2 separate regions of the Rattus norvegicus genome follow, and region 2 is linked to region 1. Evidence: chromatin contacts called from public Hi-C data. All regions are on one chromosome and are shown on one strand. The core of a region is the stretch at or near the end of the contact, and the rest is flanking DNA. Distances in the headings are between cores, read along the strand shown.

Evidence for each region. Hi-C and Micro-C count contacts between places; a contact is called where the count stands out from the background.
Region 2: a Hi-C map of frontal cortex shows a contact between it and region 1, with 5 times the contacts expected there. The contact joins the enhancer-like site here to the promoter of Ahdc1 in region 1. A contact is called at or near these places in 12 of 12 Hi-C or Micro-C datasets (the A7r5 cell line, the Rat2 cell line, Schwann cells and 7 more) and 1 of 1 datasets of contacts at active chromatin or transcription factors (oligodendrocytes).

Annotation. Positions count from the first base shown.
Region 1 is chr5:150,511,434-150,514,133 of GRCr8, forward strand. It overlaps Ahdc1 (AT hook, DNA binding motif, containing 1), which reads left to right and starts at 1,445. Exons shown (of 6, transcript NM_001134956.1): 1 at 1,445-1,528.
Region 2 is chr5:150,780,612-150,783,469 of GRCr8, forward strand. The region is part of intron 12 of Wdtc1 (WD and tetratricopeptide repeats 1); the gene reads right to left. Among named protein-coding and RNA genes, the nearest start is that of Tmem222, 21 kb to the left of the region's middle. Within about 2 kb of position 1,375, at least 28 of the 93 cell types and tissues checked have an H3K27ac peak or open chromatin away from gene starts, as enhancers often do.

The DNA.
Region 1 (2,700 bases), core at 195-2,694:
CCCATCTGTGGGATAGGCAAGGCAGGGGGCCCAGAGCCAGGGGCTGGAGAACAGATGTGACCTGAAGAGGAGGTAGGTGAAAGTGCGCCCAGCCCCCACGCCGCAGCAGGAGCTGGAGAACTGTTGAATTCCGCTCACAAATAATTGTTCGAATTCGGGAGAAGGCATGGTATCTATAAATTGTCCAGGATTTTTGCGCCCTCGCCTCCAGTGGACGACAATAAAAAGTAGGCGCTGGAAGAACTAAATCCAGGGTTGAGTTTGGGGCGAAGGGCCACTAAATGCGGAGGAGACTGGCGTTTCCAGAGTGGCTTTCTCGCCAGAAGCCTCTTCCTAAAAGAAAAACGTCCCCAAATTGTGAGCGTTGGTCCTCCCGTCTCTCCATGGGCCCTCTCAACGTGTTTGGGACACCCCAGAAAGTCGCAGCTCTTTTGGCTCATCCTCTGATGCCCGATTCCACTCATTTCATTCTTAGACCCCGCCCCTGCGCTACCACCCGCAACCTTGGCGCAGCCAGAGCCCCGAGTAGGGGCCTCGGAACGCCGGGAATGTTCCTAACCCTTGAGGAGGATCAGCAGTCCTAGATAAAACGGGACTCATCCGGGCCGGGGATACTCCCGGACAGGGTCCGCTCCGGGCCGCGCCGTCGGAGCAGCCCGGAGCGGCCCCGCCCGCACAGTGCGCGGAGCGGCGGAGCGGTGACTACAAGTTCCGGCGTGCTTTGCGCACGCTCCCCCCCTGGGGTTCCGGATGGTGAGCAGCGAAGGTAAGGCGAGCTCGCAGAGGCAGCGGCGGCGGCGGCGGAGACGGAGAGAGGCAAGCAGGCAGGCAGGGCGAGGGCGAGAGACGGAGGGAGGGAGCGAGCGAGGCAGACCAGACAGACAGACAGGCGGGCGGGCGGGCAGAGCGAGCCACCCGCCAGGCTGCGCTCAGCCTCGCTCGCAGCGGAGAGAGCAGAAGGCAGGAGGAGGGAGGGGAGGAGGGAGGAGGGAGGGAGAGAGGGAATCCAGCTACCACCACCCAAAGCCAGCGTCTGCTTTCTGTCCTCATTTCCTTTTCCCACCCAGCTCGGAGAGCAGAGAAAGGCAGAGAGAGCGAGAAATAGAGACAGGCAGACAAACAGACAGACAGACAGAGCGGGAGGGAGAAGGGCGGCGGAGGAGGAGCAGGAGGACTACGCGGGGCGCCTTCCCTCCCAGGTTTGCAATTGGGGGGTTGGGGCGGGGGTGTCCAGGGCTGTGAGAGTGTGTGAGCGGCTGGGGAAGCGAGTGGGGCGCAGATAGCGAAGGAGTAATCGTGGTGGGGGGGGCGCCGCGGGAGCGGGGGGCCGTGTCCAGCGGAGTTAGCGGCGGAGAATGTGAGCCGAGGCGCAAGCCATGCTGTCAGCGACGGCAGGCGGCTCAGGGCTCCTCTACGACTCCTCTTCCCAGCAGCCGGGCGCCCGTGTTGCTGTCGCCGGCGGAAGATAGACGCCCCCCGAAACCCCTCGCTTGGCTCGGACCCACGGAGCCGGCAGCCCAGCACTCCGGTAAGTAGCGTCTCCTCCCCAGCTCTAGACGCCGTTGGGGACCGGCCGGCCAGGCTCTTTTGTGCAGCGCACTGTGGGGGGGGCCCAGCGCCCCCAGTCCGGTCCGCCGGACCCCGTGGCTGCGGTGCCCGCGGTGCGATCGGTCTTTGTTTCCACCGGGGCCCGCGGCTCGGCTGGGCTCGGCTCGAAGCCTGGCAGGCAGCGCCGGGAAGGGGGAGGGGGAGGTGGACGGGGAGGGGGGGCGGGGAGGGGGGGTTCTCGGGTTTCCTGGCCGCCCCGCGGCTCCCCCGGCTCGGGGGCGAGGTGCGCGCCCAGCGCTGCCGCGCACCCCCTCCTCCTTCCCCCTCCCTCCGCCTTTGGATTTAAAACTGCAATTTGCTCTCCAGCTTGCTGAGAATGTGGGGGGGGGGTGGGATGTAGGGGGACCGTGGGAGCGGAGAACAAGGCTGGATTTTAGGATAGGCGCTGGGAAAAGGGGAGACTGCGGAGGGAGGAGCCCCTCCCCTCCAGCCCCCAAATCCCAAGGTTCCGTTGGCGCTCTGGGAGTTGAGGGGCGGGGACCTAATGACCCGGAGGGGGTGTGGGGCGGAGGAGGGATTTGGGGGCGGCCTGGCCGGAGGGGTTGGGCCGCGTGCCCGGTTACCTGGCGAACAAAGTCGGCTCACTTTTGCATAAATAAATAAATAATCGTGTATCAATACGTTTCCTCTAGGGCTCTGATTGAATCGGCCCCCTCTTCCCCAGGGGGTGGGGTGCTGAGTGACAGCTGTCAGCCCCCTAGGTCGGGAGCTGGGGTGAGCTGTTGAATCTCTGCTTTCTGGCTGAGGGCGCCTTCCCCGGCTGGGTCTGGGTCCCTGGACAGAGCCAAAGGGGCAGGGGGCTGGCTCTGAGACTAGGAAATAACCTTGCTTCCTGTTCTACAGGAAAAGGGACAGCAACCCAGAGTTTGGGGGCTGGGGATGAGGACTGATGGGAGCTGGGGGGGAGGGTTCCCCAGCAGCCTGACCCCCCAGCCTCCTGCCAGGCGAAGGGGCCAGCTGAGGGAGGAAGGATGTGGGCCTTGCTGGCCGGAGGCGGGAGCTGGGGCTGTCCCTGAGGCGGGCAGCGGGCACAGATCGCAGAGAGCAGGAGGAGGGAGAGAAGCGGGGGCGGGAATTCTCTACCGCAGACCC
Region 2 (2,858 bases), core at 125-2,624, 270 kb after region 1:
CTCTGACAAACCTCAGGGTGAGGAGATATGGAAATGAAGCCTTGGCAGAGCCCAGTACTCCCTCCCAGGGAGGAAGCCAGGATCCCCAGGCTTGAGACAGTGAAAGGCAGTATTGGGGTGCCCTCTGCTGGGCACAGCCTGCAACTGTGCACTGCTCACCTCAGGCACCCGCAGCTCTGCAGCAGAAGGCCTGGCATCCTGCCCACCTCAGGCTCCCCAAGCCCTCCTTCTCTTTTCCTTCATCCACCTCCTCAAATCCCCCTGCTGGCCTTCAAAGCTACGTCCAAGGCAGGGGGCCCTCAAGGACAGTTCTGTGGTCTGGAGAAGCCAGAAGTGTTAGGCCAGGGGCTCAGGGTCTGACCAGCAGGCAGCGCACCCCAGCCAGACCCCCCCTGTCCTGGCTGACTGATCTGCAGCAGCTGTGGCCTCCACCTCCTGGGGCTGGAGGATGGGGCCTGGCTGTCTGGCAAAGTCAGCTCTCTGGAAGCTGATGGTGAGGGGGCTGTGCACACCAGGAGCTCCAAATCCTCTCTACTCTTTTCTCCAATGGAGAAGTAGGGTAAAGGGAAGTAAAGGCTTTTTATTGGAGGGGGTAAAAAGAGTAGCTGGACAGGAGGCACCTCCTGTTGCCAGAAACGCATTTTGCCTCTCATCTGTACAGCCAAACAGCAATGAGGGTCCTGTCCCCTTTAGAAACACGAAATGTTCATATTCTCAATGCTGGGGGTGGAGCTTCTCCCGCTTCCTACTGGGCTGGGGTGGGCCTATCCTGCAGTAAGCAGCACTCCCTGAGGACAAGGGTCCCTTCATCAAGGGCACAGGTCACAGAAGGCTCATCCCGACCCTCTCTTGCCATGTAGTCAGGAGGAGCACCAGCCCTTGGAGGAGCCAGTCTGAGACTAGGGACCCACAGCTAAGCAATGTGGGGCAGGCAGGAAGCAGAGCTGCTTTGATGGTGTGTTCTGCGTCAGAATGAGTGGCTATGACGAAGGATCAGGCGCTGTGTGGAAACCCAGTTACTGCCTGCAAGGTGCCCCTTTCTGAGCTCCTAGCAAGAGCCAGACCAGAGACCAGCCAGGAGCCAGAGGGTGGTCTGTTTCCAGGAGCAGATGGTAGCCCTGGGGAGACTGGCCTGGGACAGAATGTGACATTCTAGGGGTCACTGGCAGGCATGTGGGGATGGGGAAAAAAAAAGAGCAGGCTGGCCTCAGGGCTCACCCATCCTAGATGTACTGCCAGATCAATCTCCCTGAAAAGACAGCCCTCTGCACATCCCTGCTCAAATCTCTCCAGTAGCTGCCCATCACACACTGAATCAAGGCCAAATGCCACCCTCTGCATTCCAAGCCCTTTCCAGGCAAGCCCCAGGCTACCTCACAGACTCATCCCCTGCCAGTCCTTTCCAGAACCCTCTGCTCCAGCCAAATGGATTTGCTGTACTGAAGCAGGCCCTTCAGTCAGTCCCCCGCCCCCATGCCTTTGTTCACACCATCTCCTCTCCCTGCAGTGTCCTTCCCCACACTCCTCTCCTCCCCCTCATCGCCTTGTCTGAGCTGCCCACACTTCCAGCCCATTCAGACACATCTTCCTGAGGCTTCCCTGATCCTGGGCTGAGGTGACTCAACTCTTCTTGGCGCCCACAGCACTTTACCTGACCGTTTGCAAGACTTACTGCTTCCTGCCTCTCTCACGTTTCATGCTGAACTATGTTAGAGATTTTATTCCTTTCCAGAGGCTGGGCCTCTGAGGCACAGGGATTCAGAGAGATAGAAGTCTGTTTCCCCAGTACCTGGCACATAGTAGGAACTCAGAAAACAAGCTGTGAATTAGGAAATCACCAACTTCTTTCAGCAAAAATACATACATGAAGCTGAGCTCTTAGCTAAGCCTAGAAAGGGGCTGTCACATCCTACCCAACCAGTGTGACAGAGGTCAGACACCTCAGATGGCCAGGACCCCAGACAGCCCTCTATTGAATGTGGGTGCCCTCTGGTCCCTGGGGAAGCTCCCGGTGCTTCAGCTAACTTCTGCGTGTGTGGCGTCTCCCCCACTCCCATTCTGCTGACTTGGGTGGGTTTCTTAAGCTTCCCCAGGCCTGCCTAGTTTCAGCCAGACGATGGCACACCAGCTGGCCTGTCTGTCTGGGCAGAGCCGACGGATGCCAGACGGAGCAGAAATGGCTGTGGGCCCAGCTCTATCCATCTCTAGTCTTGGCCCTGGCTGGGGGATGGGGGTCTGCCTGCCTGCCTGTCTGATGGCGCTGCAGGCAGGACTGGGGCCCTGATGGCCTCTGAAGATGTGAGGCGTCTTAGGATACTGACCTGTCTTTCCTTTTACCACCAGTCAGTGTATAGTGAGTGGGTCTAAGAGCCCAGAAAGCAAATGCAGGGTCATTCAACTGCAGAATCATGTTATAAAGTTCCTCAAGCTCCTCAGTTGTATCTATCAAGATTCCACTGTTTTTTTTTTTTTTTCCCGGAGCTGGGGACTGAACCCAGGGCCTTGCGCTTGCTAGGCAAGCGCTCTACCACTGAGCTAAATCCCCAACCTCACATATTTTTTTTAAAGTTTTTTTTTTTTTTTTTTACATGAGTACTTGCTGTCTTCAGACACACCAGAAAAGGGCATCAGATCCCACTACAGATGGTTGTGAGCCACCATGTGGTTGCTGGGATTTGAACTCAGGACCTCTGGAAGAGCAGTCAGTGCTCTTAACCACTGAGCCATCTCCCCAGCCCCCCATTCACATCTTATAACAAAGCAATTGTGAATCACCTGCACACTAAATGTTTTGTGCTACCTCAGCCTCAGGTAGAAAGGAGGGGCCTACATACAAGAGGCCCCAACGGGCAGTAGGT